Linked DNA regions of Mus musculus: region 1 is linked to region 2. A link is a contact called in public HiChIP or PLAC-seq data. All regions are on one chromosome and are shown on one strand. The core of a region is the stretch at or near the end of the contact, and the rest is flanking DNA. Distances in the headings are between cores, read along the strand shown. Region 1 holds the start of Niban2 (niban apoptosis regulator 2). Region 2 holds the start of Dnm1 (dynamin 1).

What was found. HiChIP or PLAC-seq counts read pairs in DNA pulled down with a chosen protein or histone mark.
Region 1: a contact with region 2 is called in an H3K4me3 HiChIP or PLAC-seq map of embryonic stem cells, with 11 read pairs. The contact joins the promoter of Niban2 here to the promoter of Dnm1 in region 2. A contact is called at or near these places in 1 of 484 Hi-C or Micro-C datasets (embryonic stem cells) and 2 of 115 datasets of contacts at active chromatin or transcription factors (embryonic stem cells and pancreatic cancer cells).

What each region holds. Positions count from the first base shown.
Region 1 is chr2:32,872,023-32,878,170 of GRCm38.p6, forward strand. It overlaps Niban2 (niban apoptosis regulator 2), which reads left to right and starts at 4,112. Exons shown (of 14, transcript NM_146119.2): 1 at 4,112-4,382. The coding sequence starts at 4,328. It overlaps Gm13523 (a long non-coding RNA gene), which reads right to left. Exons shown (of 3, transcript XR_003954026.1): 3 at 1,413-1,958.
Region 2 is chr2:32,348,643-32,355,258 of GRCm38.p6, forward strand. It overlaps Dnm1 (dynamin 1), which reads right to left and starts at 4,687. Exons shown (of 23, transcript NM_001301737.1): 1 at 4,407-4,687. The coding sequence starts at 4,567. It also overlaps the pseudogene Gm52590.

The DNA.
Region 1 (6,148 bases), core at 2,862-5,361, 520 kb after region 2:
GGATGGGTGTGAATATGGGCAAAGGGACAATGACATAAAGTGTGAGTGTGTCATCACACTCATTACACACTTAGTATAAAAGTTAATGAAAAACAAACAAAAAGCTGGCAGGAAGATGGCTCGGCCTTTGCTGTCTGACTTCCCGGAATCCAACATGCACTGGCTATACTATATTCGTTTCTTTTTTTTTTTTTTCCTCTTTGTATAAAGAAGGGACGGGTTAGGGGACAGACGGCACTTAGGTAAAATGCTTGCCTCATAAACCAGGCCTCAGGTTCCCTCCCGAGCCAAAAGTGGCAAACCCTTCATTCCTCCCTGACCCAAAGGCTGTAACTGCCCTGATTCACAGCTGCACGGGGGACAGCTAAGAGCCTCTAGAGAACTTTACAATCTTTTCAGAACAAACCTCATTCTTTAGGCTCCATGGCTAGTCCCACCCATCCTTTCTCCCTTCCCCTCTTGCAGGAAGGCTCGACACATTCTGTGGCTCTAGGTCCTAGGGGACACCTTTGCTCTTTGCTTAACCTTTCCCTCTGACATCCCTTTCTCATGTCTCAATCCACCTATTCCAGATGCCACTGTAACCCAGGCACTTAGGAGGCTGAGGCAGGAAGGCTGCCAAGCCAGTCTGGGAGATGTGAGACACCCCTCACACACGTGTGTGCGCGAGTACACACATATACCACACACACACACACACACACACACACACACACACACACACACTTACTTATGTGTTCGAGGCAAGCCTGGCTACACTACAAGTTCAAGGCCATTTTGAGATCTACATATAAACATCAAGGGCTTGTCTCTAAAGGCCAAGGACTAGAAATTCAGTAGTGTGGTTACTTAGCAGTTTCAGGTGTTTGGTTCAATTCCCTAGTACCACACACAGACAAACCCAGTATAAATGGCTTATACTAGAACCTCTGTCTGAGGAGCTGGGATTTTGCCCAATGGTAGAGCGATTGCCTAGCAAGGCCCTGGATTTGCTCTCTAGCATCTGGGGAGGTAACAGCATATATCTTTTTTGAACGCACATTTCATTACATTTGGGCAAGCATATGCTACAGTTGGTACCTCTCAGCCCCTAGAAAGATGATCCATTCCTACCCTCTGTGGATCCAGGAGCTCACTTGCTTTTTTTGTTTTTGAGTCTGGGTCTCTGGGTATGTCTGTATGTCTCTCTGGCTGTGCTGGAAGTCACCCTATACACCAGACTGGCCTCAGACTCCTAGAGATCCACCTACCTCTAACTCCTGAGTGCTGGGATTAAAAATGTGCACTACCACCGCCCAGCTTCCTTATTTATTTATTTATTTATTTATTTATTTATACAGTCAATGTTTCTGAGTGTATCCAATCTACAATTGTTAGGGACAGATTTCAAGACCAGAGGTGACATGCAGGTACAGCACCCTACAGTTTACAGAACCTTTTCATTTTTATTTTTGCTGGCTTTTCTTTTCTTTTCTCTTCTCTCTTTTCTTTTTTTTTTTGGTTTTTCGAGACAGGGTTTCTCTGTATAGCCCTGGCAGTCCTGGAACTCACTCTGCAGATCAGGCTGGCCTCGAACTCAGAGATCCACCTGCCTCTGCCTCTGCCTCTTGAGTGCTGAGATTAGAGGCATGCACCACCACCACCACCACCAGGTAGAATTTTCCCACTTTTGAGGTCATGGGAGCTCGGGGTAGTTGAATGGCAGACAACAGAGTTTTAAGCCAAGAGGAAAGGGTCCTTGTGCCAGGGACCTGACATGTGTTCTGGGAAGTTTATGTGCCCCAGGCTCTGGGCCTGGGTGTACCATGAAGGCTAGGGACAGGCTACCAGTCACTGTCCTCCACCTGGCCCAGGCCTCTAGCTTGGCTGAGGAGCCGGTCAGGTCGTGGTGGGGCCCAGCTGGCTCTTGCTGTCCTTTCCCCAGGCAGCACAGACCTTTCTAGGTTCTGTAGTTGAGGCTGAGGGAAAGGAGAAAAATGAGCTTATTAGCATCACTTGCTTCAGGCAGCCCAGAGAAGTGACATTCAGGGTCAACTGTGATGGCCCTGGGTCCCTACTGTGAGACTTGGACAAAAGTCGCTTTCCTTCTCTGGCCCACCTCTGCACAAGGAAACTGAAAATCTCTGCCAGCCTGCCTCCAATTCCTCCTGGTGACTCTGAACACATCCTGTTTTTCTCAGGCTTGCCCTTTGCCTGTGTGGGCCCCGCTCCCTGAGTGGCCTTTCCTTGCTACATGCTGTCACAATTCTCGTTTTTCAACTTTCAGCTCTGGTACTGTGCTTAAATCACTGTCCTCATAACACAATGTTCTGTTCCCTCCCTCAGACTTCAGGAGGGCAGGGACCAGAACAACATTTCTGTTTATTGAGAAAGTGACTGTCTATGGTAGGCACTCTCTCTCTTCCTAGCCTCCCCACAAAGTATCATTACTCTGACTTGACAGGTGAGGGGACTGAGCTCAACAAGGAATGCACTTGTCCAGGGTCATAGAGGATAGGTAGCTTGTGTGTGTGCATGTGTATGTGTGTGTGTGCACACAAACCTGTATATGTTTGTGTGCATGTTTTCTAGACAGGGTCTCTCTCTGTAGCCCTGGCTGTCCTAGAACTCCCTCTGTAGATCAGGCTGGCCTCGAACTCAAGAGCTCCACCTACCTCTGCCTCCTGAGTGCTGGGTTAAAGACGAGAGCACCACTAGTTGTCCAGTTTAGCCATTGAACTTTTGAAAGAGGGTCTTCCTATGTGTCTTAGACTGGCCTCAAACTTGCTTTGCAGCTTGTTTAGGCTGACCTCAACATCTTATCATTTATTTGTTTATATGTACATGTGTTTTCCTGCATGAATTTATTCACCCCAGGTGAGTATAGTAGCTTGTAGAGGCAGAAGTAGTAGTCAGATACCCGGGAAATGTAGTTATAGGCATTTGTGAACTGCCTGATGTGGGTGCCAGGAAAGGACCGGAGTGCTCTTGCAAGAGTAGTAAGAGCTCTTACCGCTAAGCTAAGCCGTCTCGCCAGCCCCACAGCCTCAGATCTGTCCTCCCTACTGCATGCACCCCTACACTTAAGCACAGCATCTTGCAGGAGGCTTAGCAAATGAGTGTTCACCACAGTGGCTGACTGCTGATGGAAAGCATGACAGAGAGTCTGCATCACCTGGTGTGGTGGTGACAGGCCTACAAGACAGGTGCCTAGTTATAGGTAACTGTTACAATCCTGCTGCCAGGTGTCAGGGTTACAGGGAGAGCAGCTAATAACTGGTGGAGCGCATTATAGTGGTGAGCCAAGAGGTGTGAGGGAGCAGCAACACAGCCAGCCCTGGTCACACAGGCAGTGCAGACCAAGTCATCAAATTAGTCTCCTCTACCGGCTTGGGAGGTCCAGAAACCGAAACACCTTCTGTTAGTTACCTACCCATGCCCAGCCCTACTGTACAAGTACCCAGAGTCCGAGGTCCCGGCTTTTCATTTCAGACAGTCTAACAAAGTGCAAAAATAGCCTTCCTGCTTTGCTCTGTTCAGCAAGCCTCCTTCGAATGAAACGCCCACGAGCCGGGCCTGAGGAATGACCTCTTGATGATATCTTTGAGCTCTAACCATGTCCCCCCGCACCCCCCGCCCCATCTCTTCCCCTCCCTTGTCCCTCAGTCTTCCACCCCATACTTGTCCATTTTCCCTCCCCGTCTACCCCTATCTATTGTGCAAGACGGGTTGGCACACCTTCTAGGACAGGTCCGATCAAGGCTAGGGGACTTCCCCAGTGCAAGCAGCTGTGGGCGAGACTGGGGGAAGGGGGCAGGAGGAATGCTGAATTCCCACACGTCCGTCCCGGCGTCCCCTTGTAGTCCCTACATTGTCCTCGGCTTGAGGAGGGGAGAGGAGACGCTTAGGCTACAGCCCCAAGGGCTCTCCGTTTTCTGCGATACCCCCATCAGCCTTTTCTTCGCTGCTATCTGAATTTGAAGCACACCAAGCAGGTCCGTCCCGGGTCTCCTTTCTGGGGATCTTCTCTTTGTCTAAGTCTCCTCGCTGTCTGGAGGTCCCCTCCCGCCTTGGACTGGAGAGGAGGGCGTGGCTCCGACAGGGGCGTGGCCTGGCCTGGCCTGGCGGGGCGGGGCGGGGCGGGCGCCGGGGCTTGGGCGCGGGCTAGAGAGGCAGCAGCGGCCGGAGGGAGGGACGCGGTGGGGATCTCGGTGGGAGCGCAGAGAGAGCAGCCGAGGCGGCAGCGGGGCTGCGGGGCGACGGCGGCAGCGGGGCCTGCGGACTCCATGGCGCCAGCGGCGTCAGTCTGAGTAGCGGCGGGCGGATCCGGCCGCGTCTTCTCCTCGCCATGGGAGACGTACTGTCCACACACCTGGATGACGCACGGCGCCAGCACATCGCAGGTGAGCACCGCTCAGCGCCCGGCCGGCCTGGGGCTCCCCGGGCACCCCGGGCCACGCCTCCGATCTCATGGGGAGCGGTACTCGAGAGTCAAGGCCCAGGTCGGGACGAGAGCCGGCCAGACCCTTACTCTTCCTCCGAACTTGTTCTCTCTCGGTCTGGACGGCCCTTCCAGGCCCTTCTGTATGCTCCTTTCACCCTTTGAGGAGCCTGGGATCCCATTTCTCTACTGGATCCCACTGCTCCCCTTGGAGCCCAGCCTGGCCAGAACCATGCACTTACAGGCGTGGCGGAGGGGTCGCGCCCCCCATCTTTCCCAACAACGTTCCAAGCCTAACCTCTACTCTGGACTCTGCCCCACAGAGTCAGACCTTCCAGACTCCCCCCTCAGCTGCCTTGTTCCTCCTCGCCCTGGCCTCAGTCCGGGTACACGTGGCTGAAGCTTACAGGGGGATGGGCCCTTAGAGAGCCGGGGACCGAATGTGGAGAGTGGGGCTAAGGAGAGATGGGGTGCCCTTGAAGGGGCGGGTCCCTGTCTTTGGGCTTTACCTCAGCAGAGTGCTGGCACTACAGCCTAGGGGGTCTGTTTATGGCCAGAGCTGGTTCTCTCAGAGCCAGAGTTCAGTCTCTCAGTACCTCTCAGTACCTTCCTTCTGCCAGCCTTGCTCTCAGCCTGTCACTGCGCGGTGGACACTTCTCTAGAGGGAGTTGCTCCCAAGTCTGTGGAGTGCAGGATCCTGGGCTCATTGTAGGGAGTGGGAGATGGGGTGAGAATCTCAGGCTATCCCAAAACAAAGCTTGGCTGACCACAGGCAAGTCAGGCCTGGCGGTCCTGAATGTAATTTCAGCTTCTCTCCCAAGTGTGTGATCCTGAGCCAGTCTCTTTTGTTTTGGTTTTCCCAGCCAGGGTCTCACCATGTAGTTGTGGCTGTAGACCTGGCTGGCTTCGAATTCGTAGAGAGCCACTTGCCTCTGCCTTCCAAGTGCTGGGATTAAAGGCCTGGGGCACCACTGCCCTGCTTGAGCCAGTCACAATGTCCAAGAGCTTCGGTGTTGCCTTCCTAAGGGGCGGGTGTTGACTTCTTGGGATGGCTGCTGAGAGCTTAGTGAGCTTTGCTTAGTACAGGAGGCCCTGAGACCTGGCGTGCCAACCAGCTGGGTTTATCAGAGCACAGGAAGAGGAGACAGTTCCTTTGGTTTCATTTGTCTCCCTGTTCATTGAGTGTGGTGTCCCTACATTATCTTGATGTCCTGTTGGGTGCTTGGCTATATTTCCCCTTGATAGCAGGGACCCTAGAATAAGGCAGGTGTCCCCACTTCCAGGGCTTCACTGTGGCCGGGCACAAAGAAGGTGCCAAAGAAGGACTATCCAGTCACTTGGCCAGGCCTGGAGTTGGGGACAGGATGGGTGATATAGACCATTTCTCACCTCTGAACAGCTAGGGGTTAAGTCCTGGAAGGCCTCCTTGTAGGACAAGGCCTGGGCTCAGGAAGGGCAGGGCGGAGTCTTCCTGTCCCTTCCCTGTTGGTGGCAACCTCCTGGGGTTCTGTAACAGTCTCTCCATTCAGAGCCTCCTCTCAGGCTCTCAGCAAGCATGGGTGGGGTGTGCCCTACTTCAGTGGTTTTTTTTTTTTTTTTTTCTTTTCCCCACACCCAGATCTCCCACCTTCCCAAGTCTTAGGCTGAGAACCCACCCCTGACCTCCTGGCCAACTCCCTGAGTGGAGCCGAAGCCAGGGGACCGAAGCCAGGGGACGGTGGAGTGGCC
Region 2 (6,616 bases), core at 3,437-5,936:
GAGACTCACTACCTGAGGAGCCAGGATTCCCATCCTCTGACCCCAACCAAGCCCAGGGAACTCTACTCTTCTGGCGCCGGGATCAAATGCCGTCTGCAGGGCTCACCTTTCATCCTTAGCTCCACCAGGATGGCGGGTGGGGATGGACAGAGATGTCCTGTGGCTGAGGCCAGCCCCAACGGAGAACTCCAGGCATGGCCAGAGGCAGCAAATGCTCTGAGGGAACCATGGGGGTGGGGGTTGGTGACTGCCCCTTCAGACTGGTTCTCCCCACACCTGCATGGCTCCTTCTTCCTCCAGCTTCTCTGTCTTACCTAGTCTTAATCTAGGTCAGCCTTAATGTCACTTCCTCAGGGCGAGCCCAGGACATGTCCCTTCTCTCTGCCCATCCCAGGCTAGGGACTCCTTATCTCTGAATGTCTGTGAAATCCCCTCACTCTTTTCAGTCTCAGTCTCCAACTCTGAGAAATGGGCTCACTAGTGATCAGAAAGAGTATGGACTTAACAATGAGGGTGGGCAGCTTCCCACAGGAAAGTGAGGCCCATTGTAGAGAAGGACAATGGAGGCCAAGCCTGTGGAGTAGGGAGCAACCATTGACCTCTCCCTGGCTGGCTACTGGGCTCTGAGCAGGAGCTTGCCTACCACCTCTGCCCCACTGGATGGAAAAGACACATCCCTGCTACATCTGAGTTTACTCAACCCTCAACAAAGTCTCTCAGGGGCCATGACCTTACCCATTTTACAGATGTGAAAACGGTAGACAGCCAGGGAGAGAGGAAAACGCACAGGGGTTGTTGTGGTCACCTTGTTCCCATTCTTTCTCCCCCACCCCCTGGCTCGGGACAAAAGGTAAACGCTTACCTGCCCTGCTACCCTGGAGGAATGCTGGGAGAGAGGGTGTGCAGGTGGCCCCAGAGTGGAGCAGAGAGATAGCACTGAGGATACAAGGCATCTGCTCAGGAAATGCTGGAGAATCTTGGGGTCCACAGACACTTCTCCAGCTGCACTACACTGTATGATCTCATCCCTTCTCTCGGGACTGAATCCCATGTCTACACCAGCAGCTTCCAAATTTGTATCTCCCGTGGCCCTTCCCCCAGCTCACCACTGCCACCAGGAGCTGTCTAGGGCATCGTTGGCTCAATATGCTCAAGACTGAATCCCCACTGCCTTTAACTTATGCACACCACCCCACTGGCCCCTAAGGGCAGATCCTCAGGGTCTCCTGATCGCATGATGCCATCACCCCTGACCCTGAAGTCACCCTGGATTCCTGCTCAGCCCCTCCCACTCCCTCTCCTGTCTATCAGCCAGTGGGACCTGGCCCCACACAGATCTAAGCCCACATTCTCCGGCATCCCTGGAGGGGTGTCCTTAGACGTGGCTCTTGCCTCCTTCCTGTCTCCCATTTGTCAGAAGCATCTCAGGTCACCCTACCACTCCAAGGATCTTGAAAACAAACCAAATCCCTCGCCATGGCCTGAGGGCTCACAGATGGAGGTCCTGTCTACACCTGTCCCACCGTTCCTGCCTAAACCTTGTGGTGCCTGTTTGTATCTCAAACTGACCCTTTCCTGCCCCAGGCCCTTTGAACTGCTGTTCACTGGCCTGGGATTATTTTCTCCCAGCTTCTCACATAGCTTGGCCCTGCTTGGTTTTCCTGGGTGCAACCTTCCTCTAAGACCTTCTGAGCCCTCCGTGTGAAAGGCAGCCCAACTCCTGGGAGACAGAGTGCAGCTTACAGGTGTCTCGGTTTCTCTCTCTAGAATGCACAGCTTCACCAAAGACTCTCTAGTGTGACCGCTGTGGACCTTCCAAGAATGACAGCTAAATGACTGAGTGAGCTGGCCTCTGTAAAGGGAAGGGAAAGGAACAGCAGAGACTCAGACAAGACCTAGCAGGGTCCCGGACAGCTGCTGGGTCACCTCCATTGCAGAGCTGACACGAGGTCCTCCTGGATGCCTGGGAGCCTGCCTGGCCTGAATTGGCTTGTTTCCTCTAGGGAGTTTCCCACTTCCTCTCCGTGGGGGTTTGGCGCTCTGAAAGGCCCAGGAGAAAGAGCTGTTGTTACCATGTTCACGAGTCTGGGGACCCAGAGCTAGGCAGAGAGGTAGGGAATCTGTGAGGTCGGTCACGGGTGGGGCTGGCTGGAGCCTGACCCCACCCCTAGCCTCAGTACTGCTGCTGCTCATTTTGTGGCTTCTTCACTAGCTTTTAAGGGCTAACAAGCCTGCCCGCTTGCTCCTCCTCCGTCCCAGACCTGCATCTGGGCATCTTCCACGCCCTCCTGGCTGGAGCAGCGGCCTCTCGACAGGTCAACAGTTGTGGCTATCACCTGCTGTGGTCTGGGCTGGGTACTGCACTGGGCAAAACGTCATGGACAGGTTCCCAGTCTCTAGACTCTCAAAGCGTCTCTCTTCCATGGATTTAGCAAATGGCTTTTGTACTGGTTTAGGAGGTCCGGGTAAGCTTCCAGGGGTCCCCATTCTACAAATGGGAAATCAGATGTCTACACTCCAATCAGTCCCCATGACCAATGCAGGATCAAGATGGAGTCTGACAGGTGTCACTCTTTGGGAATATGTGACCTTGAGAAAAGCATCTAATTTCAGTTGCCCGTCTATAGGGTGGACACCACTGTGTTTGCATCACAGGGGCTACAGCAAAGCAGGGAAGGGCTCCAGTTTGCACCCCCTAACTAGAGCACACAGTCTGGCTTAGAACAGCAAATGCTCAGAGCATGGGAGATGGGGCTGTGGTATGCACACTGTAAAGTGCACGACACCCCTCCACGGCCCTGTCTTCAGGGCGCTGGACATTCCTCCATCCCCAACAGCCCTGACTGCTGGACCCCCGGGAAGGGGCTCATCTATATGGTTTCTTGCCTGTATCTGCAGCTCTGGGGTCACATGATCCAGAGACAGCTGCTCCTCTCTGCTGACAAGACAGACAGAGCTACTTCCACTGTGGCACGTCTACATCTCACCACTACATGGTTCTCACTCAGGCCCCCTTCCTCCCGCCACCCCACCCCCACCCCGGGGTGGGTTCACAGTGGCTTCCCAGGACGTGTAAGTGGTGGCATCAACCCTCCAGTCTGTCCATACTACACTGAGGTTTGGTAAAGGCAAGTGACTTGCCCAAGGTTTTCCAGCAGCACCTGGCTTAGACCCAGCTGTCACCCCACAGAATGCTTGTTCCTCTCTGGAAGGAGGGGCCGCCGCCGCCTCCCTCTCCCTCACGCCTGTCATTTCCTTAGCCATGAAGGTCATTGCAAGAAAGCAAGACTTTCTAGAAAGATGAGAGCTTGCACCTAGCGGGTGAGGGGTCAAGGTTAGCACTGGTGCATCCTCTCTGGTCCTGGCAGTCCCCTTCCCAGAGTGCACCTGAGCTTAGAATGAGCTGCTCTTTCTAAGAACCAGAAATGCCACTTCTGTCTTCCCTAGCTCCAAAGGAGCCTAGGGAGGTGGTGCGGAGGGGGGTCACGACCCTGCTTGCCCCCTCTAAGTCCAAGACCCTTTGTCTCTAAGGCTCTCCTCCACTCTGCCACCTGGCCTTCCCAGAGCCTTGTGGGATCAGAGGCCAGAGGAGGATTAGGTTCTGCAATGGCTCACCACCCCCCTCCTCGCCATCCTGCCTCCTGGACTTAGTCATCTCTGCCCTCTGCCGCCTTTTCTCTCCATCACAACCCTTCTGCCAGGCCAGGGGAGGAGGACGCTGACAAGCAGCCCCTTCCCAAGGGGTGCAGCGAAGGCAGGCTGCTCCGTAGAGGCTCACAGGCCGCTTCTCCTCCCGCTGCCATCCCCCCCCTTCCTTTCCTCGCACCGCAGCCCGCGCCTCCCCCTCTGCCTCTCTGCGCACGGATGGCGGCGGGAGCCGCAGAGGTGTGTGTGTGTGTGTGTGTGTGTGTGTGTGTGTGTGTGTGTGTGTGTGTGTGCGCGCGCGCGCGCGCGCGCCTGTGCGTGTGCGGGGTGGGGGGGTTGTGCCTGGTCTCCGATGCCTATGGGGCTGTGTCCTTTTCTAGGGACTGGGGGAGGGGGCTGTCCCCTGTCACGACCAGGAATTCCCATGGGGTCAGAGCGGGTTCCAAGGAGCCCAGGAAGGGGATATTGCCCTCTGGGTGCTCTCAGCTCCCAGTGAGGCGCTGAGTAATGTGGGCCCCCTCGGTGAGGGTATTGGCGATCAAGGACAGCTCTCTGCCGAGGTCGCTCTACAGACGATGGGGTGAACGAGGGGGCGTGAGTGGGGGGACTCCACTGATATCCGCGGGCTGGCGGGGGCGCTGCGGACCCCAGGACTCAAGCGGGGGGCGGGGGCGCTCGGTCCGCTAGAGCAGCGCCCAGACCGTCGGATCCCGGGGTGGGGACCCGGGGCACCGTGATGCGGGTGTCCGCGCCGCTCCTACCTGCCCACGAAATTCTCCAGCACCGAGCTCTTGCCGGCGCTCTGGCCGCCTACCACGGCGATCTGCGGCAGGTCGAGGTCCGCGTTCTGGCCGATGGCGGAGAAGGCGTCCTGTAACCGGTTAACCAGCGGGATGAGGTCTTCCATGCCGCGGTTGCCCATGGTTGCGGCGGGCCCGGCGGGCTGCGATCCGGCCGCCGCTCCTGCTCTGGCTCTTGGCCCCCGGCTTCGCGGCTGCAGCCGAATATCCCGACTGCGTGCGCCGCGGGTCCCCCGCCCCTCGGGGATCCGAGCGGAGCGCTTCTCCAGGCCGCCGCTAGATGGCGCGCGGGGATTCGCGGACTGGTCACTATGCGCAGACGCAACGCGGGGCGCCATGGGTGTTGTCGTTTTCTTCTTCTGCGGCTTTCGGGAGACTTACCTGTGTTTCTGGGATACGGATGCTGCACCGAAGATAATACTTTTGGTGATGGCTAGGGGTGCTAACTCTAGAAATGGGCTAGTATGTGGTGGTCATGATTACTTCATTTCAGCAGTTATTCCCAGTGGAGAAACTGAGGCCTTAGAGGGAAGATCTGGCACCCACAGGCTGCTGCAGTCAGCTGACCAAAGTCAACCCTAGTCCACTTAGCCTTTCTAGTCTAGGTTCTGACACTAATCAAAAATCTGCAGCATATTCCTTCCTATCCTGGGGCCTCAGTGTTTCTGGTTCTAGGAGGAAGAAAGAAAAACCATTGATTCAACAAATTACCAGGAGCCCATGATAAGCTAGACCCCTTCCTAAGTTTACAGACACAAAACTCGGCAGAACAGCTAGGGACTTTACACTCAGAGATCTTACAGGTGGTGGGATAGACGGGACACAGAAGAGCGTTTGTACTAGAAGAAACAGAGAAAACCAACAGGGCTTGGAAAGTCACATTAGCCAGAAGGGGGCAAAGGTTTTCCAAAGAAATTACCTTTGAAAGGGAACCTAACTGATAAGAAGGGGCCCGACACCCTGATGGAGTGGACAGGAAGTGCAAAGGCCCCAATACCTAGGAAGTGCTGCCGAGGAGAGGCAAAAGTTCTTGTCTTGAACTCTAAGGCTCCAAGAGGATGAGCGCCAGGCCCAGAGTGGCAAATAGTGCTATTCAAACCAGGGGTTCTTGCAGCCATACTTGCCTGTCCTTTTCACACAGACAGATAGTTGGATCTAGGTTCGGCTACTCACTTTTGCATCAAGAAGGACCTAGTTAGGACTCCTGACAAAGAAGCCAAGAAAGAGAGGGTTATCGGGTCACTTCTATGTTCTGAGACTAGGGAAGTGCCCTAGGCATTAGAGACTATCCATTTTTTTCACCCACTGAATGTGTGGTTGCTGAGCAGGCTAGCTCCCGCTAGACCCCAGAGACAAGGCAGTGACAAGCCACCTACAAGTGGCTCAAAGTCAAGTGGAAAAGGGAGGGGTCATATGCCAATAAATATGACTCTTTCCGGGGGTGATGAGTGGAGAGCAGGGCTGGGGCAGGGCTTGTGTTGTTAACTCATACAGGATAATAATGCTGGAACAGAGACTAGAAGTGTGTGGACCATGAGCCCAGTGAGAAGGGATTTCCAGTTAGGGGAGAACCACCCAGACCTTACCTCTGGGTCATTTCTGGGTCATAGCTATCTAATCTGTAGAGTTGGCACAATGACAAAATAGAATGTCTGTGTGAGGCCCAGCCCAGACCTGGTGTGCATTGACCCTCATTAACAACCATGCCAACCACATCAGAAATCCAGGAGCTGAAACACCAGCCCCAATACCCCTCATCCAGAGCCGCTATTCTCAGCCAGCCTAGAGAGGACAGGGATGTGAGCCAAGGTGACCAGCACCATCAAGTTAGGCTGGGCATACAGTTTGAAGATGTCTGTCTGGACCATTGCAACTGAGCTTTTGTTATTCTTCTTTATCCTTCTGAGGGGAAAGTGTGACTCTAGTGCTCCACTGCTACAAATAGTGCAGTTGAGTTTCCCCACATTTGGGGACCTCACAGGGTCAGCACACCTTGGGAAAACCACTTTCTAGATCATGACGTCTCTCCTGCCAGCTAAGTATTATGATTTCACCCCTTAAACACAGTGGTAAAACTTACTGTTAAAACCACACTCTCGGGCTGGTGAGATGGCTCAGTGGTTAAGAGCACTGACTGCTCTTCCAAAGGTCATGAGTTCAAATCCCAGCAA